Regions from separate parts of the Triticum aestivum genome. Here region 1 is linked to region 2. The links are chromatin contacts, called in public Hi-C maps. All regions are on one chromosome and are shown on one strand. The core of a region is the stretch at or near the end of the contact, and the rest is flanking DNA. Distances in the headings are between cores, read along the strand shown.

Region 1 (6,935 bases), core at 197-2,696, 470 kb after region 2:
GCGTCGTCGCAGTCTTCATTGCCCGTCGTGTTGCTCTAGGGGAAACTCTGACCCTCGGGTCGGGCGGTGGCGGCGCTCCGGTGTCGTATCCTTTCTGAAGGCACCGCCTTGGAGCCTACGGGTCGTCATATGCGGCTTCATCTCTTTGCGGTGGCGTGTTCACGGTCGAGGACCCGACTGCTCTTGTAGTGCTTAGAGTGGTGTTGCTGCGCTCAGTGCATATGTGTCTTGCCTTGGGTGTGTGCGAGTGTTGTGATGGCGTGCAATTTTTCCCGGGTTGTTGTTGGTCGATACTTTATAGATAAAGCGGGGCGAGAGCCTTTTTCGGTAACTTGCCGACATGGTTTTGCTATGCCAAGGCTAACACCATATTTTCCAATTTAGGTATCGGGGTATGGCATTTTGGGGTAAATTCATAGTTGAGGATTTAGTTTGTAGTTTTAGGGAAAATCGTTTGCTTGGATAAATATAATGGGGTTTGAATAATACTCGGTTTTCACTTGATGTTTCATTATTTGCCTGATGTTCTTAGTTGGCAATGATTATTTCAAAGGGTAAGGAGGCATGCACCGGTTTGAAATGGCACCATCCAGTTATGCGAGTGAGAAGGGTCTCTTTTCTTTTTCTGGACACAGTGCAATAGGAGATCGTCATATATTTTTTTCTTTTTCTGGACACAGTGCAAATAGGAGAGTGCTCCTCTTTGCACATTTGTGAGAACCATTACAGGTTATCATAAAACATGCGGTTATGTGAAAAACAAATCGGGGTTTCTTTCTTGATATTTAAGTCAATTCAACGGTGGGATATGACTACCATAATCATCACAATCTGTTATAGCGGCCTAGTACATTCCTTGCGTTATGCGTACATGTTTGACCGATGCTCGTTAGGAGCGGCAGGCCGGGGAGCAACCTGAAAGGAAAGCCAAACGAAAAGGCAGACGCTTGTGTGTGTCATCTCATTATTACAGGATTCAGCTCGTTGACGTAAACCAGGTCCTCATTTTACTCCAAGACCTTTTCGTTTTCGGTTCCATGGAGGCGGACGCCGAATCAATTTCTTAAACCGGAGGGGGTACGTTCATGGCGGCCCTCAACCCCACTGAAACACACCGCCATCACCCAATCAAACCGCTCAATCACCCCCACAACACGCCAGCCCCTAATCAACCGCTCGTGAGCCATCATGCACACTGGACGCCCGAGAGACCCCGAGAGCGTTCGGTGCAACGACGCACCAACTCACTCACCACTTCATCCATCCTTTGACGCCAAGATAAAACGATGGAACAAAGACGGAGCAGCGCCCACTCAGTGACTGCCGGTAAGACCCAGAGCAGGCGCAGCAGCCAGCAGATCAGATGTGCCCCACCCGACAACGGTCACCACCGCAGCCAGGCAAGCGGTCCGTCGACCTTCCGTTCCATTACCACCCCCCGGGATAGAAAGGCTGGCTGGAAAGCGAAGGGGCGAACGAACAGCAGGATGATTGCGCTACGCACCACGGCTCTGGCCGTCGCACTCGCAGCCCGCAACGCAACGACAGCACGGCCCGCCGGTCAACCATGCGCACTAGCGCCGATCGAGCCGGTCCAACGAGCTTCGCCCTCGCCATCATCGCGCGCCCACCCATCGGTCGTCGCCGGTCTCACCCGTCGCGGTTGGACGTGGATCCTCTAACTTTGCAATCCCTGCCATACCCTGCCTTTGAGTCACTGACAGGTGGGCCTCATGCTTTGTGAGACCCGTGTGTCAGTGACTCAAAGGTAGGCTTGGCCATGGCAGGGGATCCTCGTCCGTCGCGGTTGAGGTGAGCAGTGAGAGCCAGTGACCTTCTCCGCGGCGGAAACTACCGGCACTAGGCTAGGCTAGGCCAGGCGGCTTGCCTCCGAAGCGAGCGAGCGAGCGGCCGGCGAACATGCGAGTGGCGACCTCTGGGCCAGTGCTCACAGGCGTCTCTCTTCGGGGTCGGGTCGGGTCAGGTCAGGTGCCCACATCATGCGGTACTTGAAACTCAAGTGCGACGGACGGACGGACAACAGTAAGGCCAACTCCACCGCGCGCCCCTATCCTGTCCGCCCCCGTCCGTTTGGGGTAAAAGGGACAAAAGAGACGGTCCAGCGTGCGGGCGCAAACGAACTTTGTGTCCACTTTGTGTCCGCTTTCGACCCATCCCCGGCCCAAACTTGCGCTGGTTTTGGGGTGAAACGGACAGCGCGCGGACGGGCGGGACGCGCGCGCTTGTCCTCCCCTGGCCCGCCTGTCGGTGGGAGAAACCAAAACCCCCCACGCCCATTTGGCGCCATTTGCCCCGAACCCACCCGCCTCCCTCCCGCCGCCCCCTCTCTCCTCCGTCCATGGCCGACGCCCCGCCGAGTTTCGGCGGCCTGGCCGTCGACCCGCCCGCAAAGGTGAAGAAGAAGGCGCCAAGGAAGCCGCGGTCGGAGTGCACGCCGGAGGAGATCGCCAAGTTGGACGCGGAATCGGCGAAGAGGAGGGAACGGAGAGCGGTCGTCAAGCTCAATGCCGCCGCGGCCAAGAGAGCCGCCATGCACGAGGAGCTGGAGGCCGCGCGGCGCAAGACCGCTGCCGACGAGAAGGAGGACCTCGTCAACAAAGCTCACGCCATCCTCATGCTTGGCATGGGCCATCCTGCCGGGTTCCCTGCAGCGGCCGTCGCCCCGGCGAGCACCAGCTCGTCGGTTGCGCGGCCTACGCACTGCCAGTCGCCGACGTCGCGCACCACGCCCATGTCGCCCGGCTTCCCTCCGCCAAGGCACGACGGACAGACCCGTTTCTCGGGGTCGCCGGAGGTGGGCTTGTTCGCGCCGTCCACACCGCGCCCCGCGGCCGTCATCGACCTCAACGTCACGCCCGGGTCCAGCAGCGGTGGCCGACCGTCCGTCGAGACGCTAAGAAAGCAGGCACGGGCACCGTTCACGGGCACCATGCCGGTCCCCCGTGTCTTGTTTGACGGAATGCCAACCCCAACGCCAGCGGTCGACGACCCCTTCTACAACCGGTACATGGAGGACGTGATCTTCGACGGTGGCCATGGCCGTACCTACGACCTCGATGAGACCCAAAGTCAGGATGGCCGTGCCGAGTACGTCCCCGACGAAGAGGTCGACGACCGTGCTGACTACGACCACGGTGACTCGTGGCATGAAGACGATGACATCTATGTCGAATGTGATGATGAAGAAGAAGAAAGCAATGACGTTGATATTAGTGGTGCGCCATTGTTCATCGACGAGCTCACCCAAAGAACCGAGGCACAAAAGAAGAGGAAGAGCATTCGCACGGGTTCATATACACAAGATGAGGACAAGTTGATTTGCCAAGCTTGGATGGAGATTAGCCAAGATCCGAGGACCGGCGCGCAACAAAAGGGCATTGTTTTTTGGACGAGAGTCCACAAAACATTCCATGAAAGGAAGATGTTTGAGCCCTACCAAATTACAAGCAACCGTGGCATCGGCTCTATTCAAAAAAGATGGTTGTTCATCCAACAAGAGTGCAACAAGTATTGCGCCGCATTTGAGAGCGTTGAAGCACGGCCCGTGAGTGGTCTCGGCGTTGGGGACATGGTATGGTCTCCTCTTTCTAGCTCTTTCCTTGCTACGGCCATGAGGCTTCGGCCGTGTATATGTTTGCATGTTCACTTGTTGTTGATCATGTCGTGTAGGCATTTCAATCTTTGGAGGCATTCAAGGCCCGGCACAATGACAAGCCATTTACTCTTACGCATTGTTGGACGGTCATCAACAATTGCCCCAAGTTCAAGGACCAATACCGTGAACTTCAAAGAAAGAGAGGCAAGAAGACGGCCAAGTTCGCCGGAGGTGGGGATGGCGAGGCGTTGAAGAGGCCGAGGGGCAAGAACAACTCCAAGGTGGACGACATACGTGACGCGTCATCCATGGCCTTGCATGAGACTTTGCATGGCATGATGTCCCAAAAGGATGTGAAGGACGAGAAGAAGCGGCAAAGCAAGGACGAGCAAATGAAGCAGTACCTAGACCTTCAAAGACAGAAGCTTGAGATGGAGGAGGCGGCCAAGAGGAGGAAGCTCGACATGGAGGAGGCGGCCCGGCAAAGGCAACTCGACATGGAGGAGGTGGCCCGGCAAAGGCAGTTGGACATCGAGGCCAACAACGTCAAGGCTAGGCAGAGGCAGCTCGACATCGAGGTCACCAATGCCGCCACCAAAGCGAAGGAGGTGGCCCTTGCGATCATGAGCGTGGACTTGTCGAAGATGAGCGACAAGACGAGGGCCTGGTTCGAGGCCAGGCAGAAGGAGATGCTCGACGCCGAAGGCCTGAACTAGGTCGTCCGATCGGCGTGGCCATTCTTTTTGAGGCTGGCATGGGTGCCGCCCGCCCGTCGGGGCCGCTGGCAGTGTGCCGGCGAGAAAACATTCATTTTGGAGGCCGGCTGTGTTGCCGGCCGCTGGCTGTGTTGCCGGCCGCTGGCTATGTTGCCGGCGAGGAGAACTATTTATTTTGGAGGCTGGCTGTGTTGTCGGCTGCTGGCTGATGCCGGCGATGGACGTGTAGGCCGGCGTGATGAACCGGGGCCGCTGGCCTGAACTACGGCTTGGCATTTGAAATGCTGCTTTTTAGTTTTTTAAGTGGACGCGGACATGATGGGGCTAATGGATGCGGCCGCGCGCTGCGCGCACGGCCACCGTATCTCAGGACAGGCCCGGACACGGCCCCAAACCCTACCCAAACGGACGTCCGTTTGAGGTCGCGCAGTGGAGTTGGCCTAATGTGGGCATTCTCGTGGCCAGCTCAACAAACGGTCATTTTTTTTGACCATGTCAACAAACGGTCATTGTGTGGATCGTCTACTACACTACACTATTTTATTTGCCTAAATAAGAGAAACGGGCTGCTGTTGCGAGAACATGTGCTGGTGCTGGTGCTGGTTTGGGCAAAGAGAACCAGGCCCCTCGCCGCCATGCCTTTTACTACTACAGTACTACTATTTCAATCCGCGAACAATATTTTGGGCGGAATAATCCATGACCAATCAAACAAGTCCCTGAGGGAGACAATGCCCGTGCTGACCTTTCTATTTTAATCTGTCCCCACTTGGCGAAGCAGGTTGACTTTTCAAACTGCCCGGTGGCACCACCACCCTCCCTCCCCTCTGCCCGCGGCACAAATCCCAGCTTCCTTGGGTGATTAGGACACCATCATTAGCACTGATCTAGTCCTAGATTTTGGCGTCTCGTAGTACTATACAAAAACGTGGAACAGGCTCAAACCCAGCAGCCGACGACGAATCGGAACTCTCCAGGCAGCTACTATTCGACGGTGACGCAGAGCTCATGCATGCTCTTACTTAGCTCACCATTTTTCAAACATAGAGAGATAATAAATTATAGTACAAAGCAAACGAAAAGTCTAACCCGTCGAATAGTTAAATTGCCGGCAGTTCATCTGCAACACCGAGTGAGCGAAGAGTATCTTATGCTGCACAAGACGTATCGTGTAGTAGTACCATGTTGCGGCACCAGCAGTAGCTGTCGATCTGTCAAGTGTGAACCGTGATGCTGCTTTTAAACAACATTTTACCTACGCCCACTTTCGACACGGTGATGGCTCCTGGAGCAAGTTAACAAAAGCTCCAAAGAGATGGCATGTAAACACAAAGAGATTCACTAGTTCTTAATGCAACAAGTGCGCAAAAACAAAAGTAAGTTGACACATCCTAATCGGCCAGTGAAGATGCGATGCGCCCACATCGAATGCAATACTGTATCCTGATCATCCCACACTCACATAGCCCACAAGTCACCGGCAAACCGCAACCCATCATGCGAGAGCATTTGGAGAATCTCCTGCAAATTGCCGCCAACTTTCGTGTAACTCAAGCAAAATACACTGTTTAATTCGGTAGAAAGCTCTAACAAGACGTAGTGAGCACAGATGATTCTTTCTTGGCCCTTTTTGTTGCTCGTCCGGTCGGCGTGCAAAAGTTGGCGGGAGCAAGATACTCAACAATAACTCGGGTCAGAGCAAGCAGAAAGAGGTTGGGCGATCATTGATTAGTCCGGTTCGGTGCACCAGCAAACGAAAAGAGTAAATGGAGATGGAGGGAGCAGCCATCGGCCATATGAATGCGCTGCCGGCCTCCATGTGAAAGCTCTGACCAAACGGAATTCAATTGATGCGTCTCTCACAGAGCAGTGGCGGACTGGCGGTAGGAGTATTCATAGACCATCCATCGGCTCAGATTCTGAATTTCGTTCGGACAGCACAATGCGACCGCGAACCTTCTTTTTAATCGGCACACACTCACACACCCCCACCGGATCTCTCTCGCTCATAACTCGGGCATTCAATTCCATATATGCATTCCCTGCACCTACTGCCATCACGCGTCACTAAAGTCTATTCATTCTTTAATTCCCAGACATCAAAGCGGCAACGGATTGAATTTTTGCAAATCAAATCGGATCAGGACCAGACGGCTAGCTGTGCAACGTAGTGATCGGGCAGCTGAACTCGTCACAAATTGTTCGGCCGGCAAGCAAGCAAGCAGGCAGGCAGGACAGGAGTAATAACCTAGTTGTGGTATATGTCAACGGAGTGTTCTCCGAGTATGAAATCTCACGGACTCATCTTCACAAATGGACAAGATGTAAAAATCCACAAAAAACTAAGGGTGGTAGTAATTGGGATTGGGTGATGAAGGAAAACTAAAGAAAAATCAAGGAGAAGAAAGAAAAAGAAGGGATCACCGGAAGCGACCGCCGTCGGCGAGCTTCCGTGAGCGGCAGCGTCCAACAGAGGCGGCGCTGTGGAGCGGCGACGGCCGCAGCTCGGAGGAGAAGGTGCTCGAGTCCGGCGGCTGCGCGGCGCGGTGGCGGCGCCCGGGGCTGGGCCGCACCAGCGGGCTGAGGCAGACAGCAAATCCCGA
Region 2 (6,407 bases), core at 747-3,246:
TCTGAAACAAACAGCTATTTGAAATCAGCTTTGCCAGTGAAGCTGAATCTGGATTTAGGTCATTTTTAGTGTAATTTCCTGAAACACCTCAAAGTGTACTTCCTTGGTGAAGCTGATTCACAGAATCAGCTTGCTAGTGAAGCGAATCCATATGTGATTAAAATCTAAGTGAAGATGAAACAAACAGGGCCTTCGTCTGTCAGTTTATCACGATTTTAAGCCCATAAAAAAACAGGCCCACTATTCCACCTCCTAATGACAACAGTTGCGTGCAGGTTGTATAAAAAAAAACAGTTGCGTGCAGATACCACTCATGTGCGTTGTGTGGAGCACAAGATGATTGGAGACATAACTTGCTAGACCGTGACATGACTCGTTGTGTGGAGCACAAGATGATTGGAGACACAGCTTGCTAGACTGTAACATGTCTCGTAGCGTGTGGGCATTATCAGATGAGTTGATGGTTGAACACATGTGCCAAAATATAGTTCCTAATGCCAAGGATTAGCTGTTTGCCATGAGTGAGTCCCTCTCCCAACAAGATTTTACTAGGATGATTGTCATTCTATGGGCAATTTGGAGTTCGCGAAGAAAGCTATTCACGAGGACATTTTCCAAAGTCCTTGGTCGGGTTCATAAACTCTTATGTGAATGATATTCAGTTCATGCGGAAGAATGACGAGCCAAGGCAAGCTTCTGCGGTTGTCAAACCAAACCACTGGATTCCACCACAGACGAGCTATATGAAGATGAATGTTGATGCTGCCGTTTCAAGGAATGGGGAGTTTGGTGTCGAGACCAGGACGTGATGTTTATTGTAGCTTCAACTATGTTTTTCCCTCGCATAACAGAAGCCCCCACTCAAGGCATTAGCAATATGAGATGCGATGGCTCTTGCGGAGGACACATACTTTCCAAGGGTCTTTGTTGCCTCAAACTGTAAGCTACACCGGCGGAGCTATGCCAAGGCCAAATAAGCCATTGGCCCGCCGAGCATTCTAGACTTTGTACATTGATTTTTTGTTCTTTCGAAACTATGGCAAAATATTTGTCTTATATATTAATTAGGAGAGAATAGAGTTTGAAATACACCTCATAACTGAAAGACAAAAGAGTGTTACTCTCCCAGTATGATGTTGCCCAATTTCTTCGCCCCCAAAAGATGGTTTCACTCTTGATGTTGTTGAGCAAAACCGTTGGAGGCATGCTCTTTTGTCGAAAAATCCGGGCATTCCGTTCGTTCCAAATGGTCCATTCTAATATTTTTTTAAGACAAAAATGGTCCATCCTAATAGCATGAACACCAGCCTATAAGCTATTTTTGTTTTGTTTTGGCCCGCCCAACAATTGGCTTCAAGCTCCGCTAGCGGTAGCGCGTCCCTTTATGGCACGGAGATTAATGAAATTAGAGAACATATTTCTAGTTTTAATTCTTGCATCATTAGTCATGAGTTTTGAACCTCAAATATTGAGGCTTGCAATCTCACAAACACATGGTTTGACTCTAGGGGCTGGCCGCGACCAACCCGAAAACCTTATTTTCATCCGTGTAAACGTGGTGACGGGACAACAAATTTCTAAAAAAAGGCAGTTGCATGCAGCAGGCAAAGTCAAAGTAGGCGGACGACGGACGGCGGCGCGGCGACCAGGACTGCAGAGAATTTATACATCGAGATCAAGAAAAATCTCTCACCCATCGCTGTTGCACGTATAAAGGCAGGACATCAAAACATCTTTCGTCCCAATCTGCTCCAGTTCGGGTTCTCAGAATCTCATCTATCCTATCATCGGGAGAATTACGCAACTCTTCGCTCATTTTCTTTGGTCAATCCTGGAGTACTGCAACCACAAGTCCACAGCCGTTGGTGGGGCATTGCAAATTCGCAATCTCGAGCCGGTGGCACGGACGAACCCGATGCGATGCGATGCCCAGCGGCAGCGTCACAAGTCCTCGCTAGCGGCTAGTCTTCCGTCACACGATACGATAGCGACGGCGAAAAGCGGTCCGCGGGGACGCACAGCGGCACGGAACAAAAAGGGCTAGTAGGAGTAGCTCTGCTCCGAGCGACGCGAGACGACACAGTGCCTCTTTTCCACGCCCACCCCCAACCCCGTGCGGCGGCGCTCCCACGCTGACCAGGCCACTGCCTCCCCCCTCCCCGTCCTCTACCTGGATCGCGCCCGCGAGCGTCTCCTCCGCGGAGACATGGCCGGCGACGACGGCAACAGCAACAGCAACGCCGTCCGCGGCGGCGGCGGGAGCAACCAGGAAGAGGTCCAGATAGAAATCGCAGGTCAGTTCGCTTCTGGTTCGAGGGCGTGATGAGATATCTCGCTGTTTCCTTGGTTAAATTTGCCTCGGATACGTGGAAACCCTGATAGGTAGAAGCTCACCTTTGTGATGTGGTCGCGACGTCTTCGGCTGGGGCACCCATGTCCCATAGACAAAACTGCTGTTTATCTCAGTTCGTCTCCGAGGAATTTAGTGGTCCGTTGGCGGGGGAGTGAGCGCACGCGCACGAGGTGTTCGATGAATTGTGTACGGCATGCTGGCAGTACGGTGTACCGAGTTTATTTACGAGCATGTCAAACTAGGCTTTTCCAACCGAAAAAGTCTTTTGCCTGCCCCGCTTTGAATCGATGTTTCCTTTGTAATAATCTGCATGCGCGAATGTGAGTGCCAAATCCTTGTTTCTTCCTGTGTGCTCTCCGGTGGGTTAGCACTTAGCACGTGTGTGGTCATGCCACCCATCGCTGCTGAGTGAGTAGGAGTTCCATGTGCATTCAAGTGTTTTGTCACTCATGCAAGATGCAACCCATGTGCATTCACGTATTTGGCCAGAGGTGTGAATTCCCTGTTTTCCGTTCATCTGACAGGGTTTTAAGGACTGATGAGAGCACCAGCTAGACTTAATGCATCCATATGGATGGAATACTGTTTGTTGGAGTTCGTCCAAACATTTTGTCATGTCTTATTATCATCCATGTTCGGAATTTACAGTTTGATTTAACCTGTCGGTACCACTTTCCCATTGTAAATTGCAGGATCCTCCAAACCTGCAGTTTCCTTGGCCCATGAAGCACCCCCACAAAGCGCTCCGGTTAAGCATTGGCAATGGTGGTTGATGGTGGTACTGAACATGTTCTTCCTTGTGGCTGGTCAGACGTCGGCAACACTCTTAGGGAGATTCTACTACAATGAAGGTGGCAATAGCAAATGGTTGTCCACTTTTGTCCAGACTGCTGGTTTTCCGGTGTTGTTTATTGCCCAATTTCTTTTCCATGCAAAGTCACCTTCCACACAAGCAACTACCAGTGGCCCTGAAGCTTCTATCACCAAAATCACCCTGATATACATTGCCTTGGGACTCATCATTGCTGCAGACGACTTGATGTATTCCTACGGTCTATTGTATCTTCCTGTCTCAACTTACTCCCTCATTTGTGCTAGCCAGCTGGCCTTCAACGCCGTCTTCTCATATTTTCTCAATGCCCAAAAGTTCACCCCTTTGATATTCAACTCGGTACTACTCCTTACATTTTCCGCTTCGCTCCTTGGAGTTGATGAGGATTCTCCGAGCAGTAGTGATATCTCACAAGGGAATCATGTATTGGGTTTTGTGTTGACACTGGGAGCATCGGCCACATACTCACTTATTCTGTCTCTCATGCAAGTTACGTTTGAAAAGGTTATTAAGAGGGAGACCTTCTCAGTCGTGCTGAACATGCAGATTTATACGGCATTTGTGGCTACATTGGCTTCTCTTGTTGGGTTGTTTGCAAGTGGTGAATGGAAGACTTTGGAGGGAGAGATGCACATGTTCAGCCCAGGGAAGGTGTCCTATGTAATGACAGTGCTATGGACAGCTATATCATGGCAGATAGCTTCTGTTGGAGTTGTGGGGTTGATCTTTGTGGTTTCATCACTCTTTTCAAATGTGATAAGCACCCTAGCTCTGCCCATCATTCCTGTTTTCGCAGTGATTTTCTTTCACGACAAAATGGATGGAATAAAGATTATAGCTATGCTGATAGCCATCTGGGGTTTTATTTCATACGGCTACCAGTTGTATGTTGATGACAAGAAGTCTAGGAAGACTTCGTCCAGTGTGGAGGAGAATTCCTAATTGCTTTGGTGCATTGTTTTCCAGACTTAATTTCCTGGTACTCAATGAGGTACTAGTTATTACTAGGCTTACTAGTAAGTTCATCAAAAGAAATATCATTTCTATATGTATAGAATGTTATTAGTTTCTTCCCTTTTCCTATGTAAGAAGAGATGTATCATCATGGGAACTGGGAAATAAGAAGGCAAAAGTATTTCTGAGACGTGCTTTCCATATTTTGCATCGTCATGCTAATAGTTGATTTCCTTAAATATTCTGGATGTGCTTATTGAATACTGCATAATGGGCTAGTTGGTTTGGTTCGGTTTGGCCCTTGCGGGTAGTGAAAACTACTGATTTGGTGTGTTTTGCACTGTGAGTGGGAGTTTCGGACGTATGTGCCAGTTCAGATTCTACTATTATGTGTCAAATCCCTTTTCTTGGTGCCATATTTTCTAATTGCCGTTTTGTGGCTTAATCTGGAGGAGTTTCTTGTTCTTCTTTTTGTGTTCAGTTTCTAGTTGTCATCTTGTGGAGTGTTGACTGTTTAAGAAGCAAGAACACATGGAAATAAATGTCTTTTCTCTTTATGTTTCCTACAGACCATAACATTGGCTACCCGACTGGAAGCACATACTTGGTTAAAAGGCATTCATTGGTTTTGTCCAAATGAATACAGAGCATAACAAAGGCCTTGCAGCTTGTATATATATGAATTTTGTGCTCCATATCCCATGATTTTATACAAAACCGCATTACATCCAGTATCACATTATTTATTCATATTATATGCCATAGAATACAGAGCCTGAACAAAATATGTTCACCTCTTAATCTACTTGCGAATTGTGATGCATGGTTGTGAATTATAAAACCTTATGAGCAGCTCCCAAATTTTTAATTATGCCATCCCCAAAGAGGTCAACCTTTGTTTAAAAGAAAAGAGGTCAACCTCCGAGGTCCATATGTGTATGATGTAAGGAATCTACATACCTAGAATCAGAATACCTGGCTATGGTAATATTACCAAGCATTTTCTTACTAGTGCCTTTGGTAATTCGAGGGCACAGTAAGAGCTTGGCAACACAACCATTCTGTTTACAAGAAGTGCTTCGATGAGGTATATTTGATGGTTCATGCAAGTTGAAGTTGACATTGACTGAAAGAATCTTCACCGTGTTGCCCCATCATGGTTATAATATACCATCTTAGGTTTCTTGATTATAAAATTTTGACAGTCATGTGGAAGCAGCTATATTGTTTTCATTTGAATTTTATATGCATCCAACTTGGCTTTTAGAGAAGTTGAGGAAATATGAACATGCAGGTTCGGTTACTGTAGGTAACGGTGGCAGCAGATATGAACTATGTGTTGTTATGGTATTTATGTGTTATATCTGGGAATTCGTACTTACGCCGTATAATTTTTTTAGACGAACCTGTAGGAGTTTCTTCCCGCAGTTTTTTTTCATATACTGTGATGTGCCAAAGGGAGAAAAAACCTTAAGTTGAAGTTACAGCAAAGAGCACAAAGAGTGCTCCAAAGTGCTGCATTATCTGAAGCTCTGCATCCTGTGTGCTGCTCTGAATACTTCTTTCGCTTTGCCCGGTGGACAATCAACTGCAATTCTTCTTCGAACTTGCGTCAACAAGCATACTGGCTATTCAAGTCTTCAGGATTATTTTACTTATGTAATGAAAATTATGTGCTACTTTTAGTTGGACAAGGTGTTCGAGGCCGACAAGCTAAAGATAGTTCCTAATTCTCCAAGAGTGGCTCATCTCCAACCACAGTATTGATGAGAACAGGGGTGGCAGCTGTTATTCTACCCGGCAAGATGATCCAGTCACCTTGTGCGTACAGTTTCGATTAGCACAGTCATGCGCTGCCTCACCGTACACGGCAAGATTGAAACTTCCATGTTCACGGTTATCCAGCTACACCTGAGAACAGCAGAATGGGGGAGAACTACGCGGCAGTCGTCCTTCAACCTTCCAACCCAAAAGGTTTTCGCTGTGTCCCCCTTAAAAACTTCTCATCCAAGTGGTAAAATGGACCAGAACTCGTCGGTGTTCCTTGAATACAAGGAAACGTCTCGAACTTGTAAAATCTCAGACTGAAATTACCTGTGAACTTCGACTGGCCCGGTTTGATTTTTTCAGCATGTATTCTCGAATCATTGAGTAAGTAAGGATGCTTTGAAGAAGAAAAATGATGTACATATTTGATTCAGGTCGTTTGCTCTCTTGCAAAATCTTCAGCAGTAACATGCAAGGACCACAACACTAGAGCCATCTCAA

The links. A called contact is a pair of places that touch in the nucleus more often than the background predicts.
Region 1: a contact with region 2 is called in a Hi-C map of leaf, with 3 times the contacts expected there. The contact joins the enhancer-like site here to the promoter of LOC123137816 in region 2. A contact is called at or near these places in 2 of 5 Hi-C or Micro-C datasets (leaf and root).

The regions. Positions count from the first base shown.
Region 1 is chr6B:530,153,410-530,160,344 of IWGSC CS RefSeq v2.1, forward strand. It overlaps LOC123137817 (a long non-coding RNA gene), which reads left to right. Exons shown (of 6, transcript XR_006468532.1): 6 at 1-1,390. It overlaps LOC123137818 (serine/arginine repetitive matrix protein 1-like), which reads right to left. Exons shown (of 1, transcript XM_044557665.1): 1 at 6,570-6,935. The coding sequence ends at 6,753. Among protein-coding and RNA genes, the nearest start is that of LOC123137818, 4.5 kb to the right of the region's middle. Within about 2 kb of position 1,447, at least 1 of the 8 cell types and tissues checked has an H3K27ac peak or open chromatin away from gene starts, as enhancers often do. A contact at or near this core is called in leaf, where this site is marked.
Region 2 is chr6B:529,682,867-529,689,273 of IWGSC CS RefSeq v2.1, forward strand. It overlaps LOC123137816 (probable purine permease 11), which reads left to right and starts at 1,997. Exons shown (of 2, transcript XM_044557664.1): 1 at 1,997-2,294; 2 at 3,046-4,329. The coding sequence starts at 2,207. The coding sequence ends at 4,127.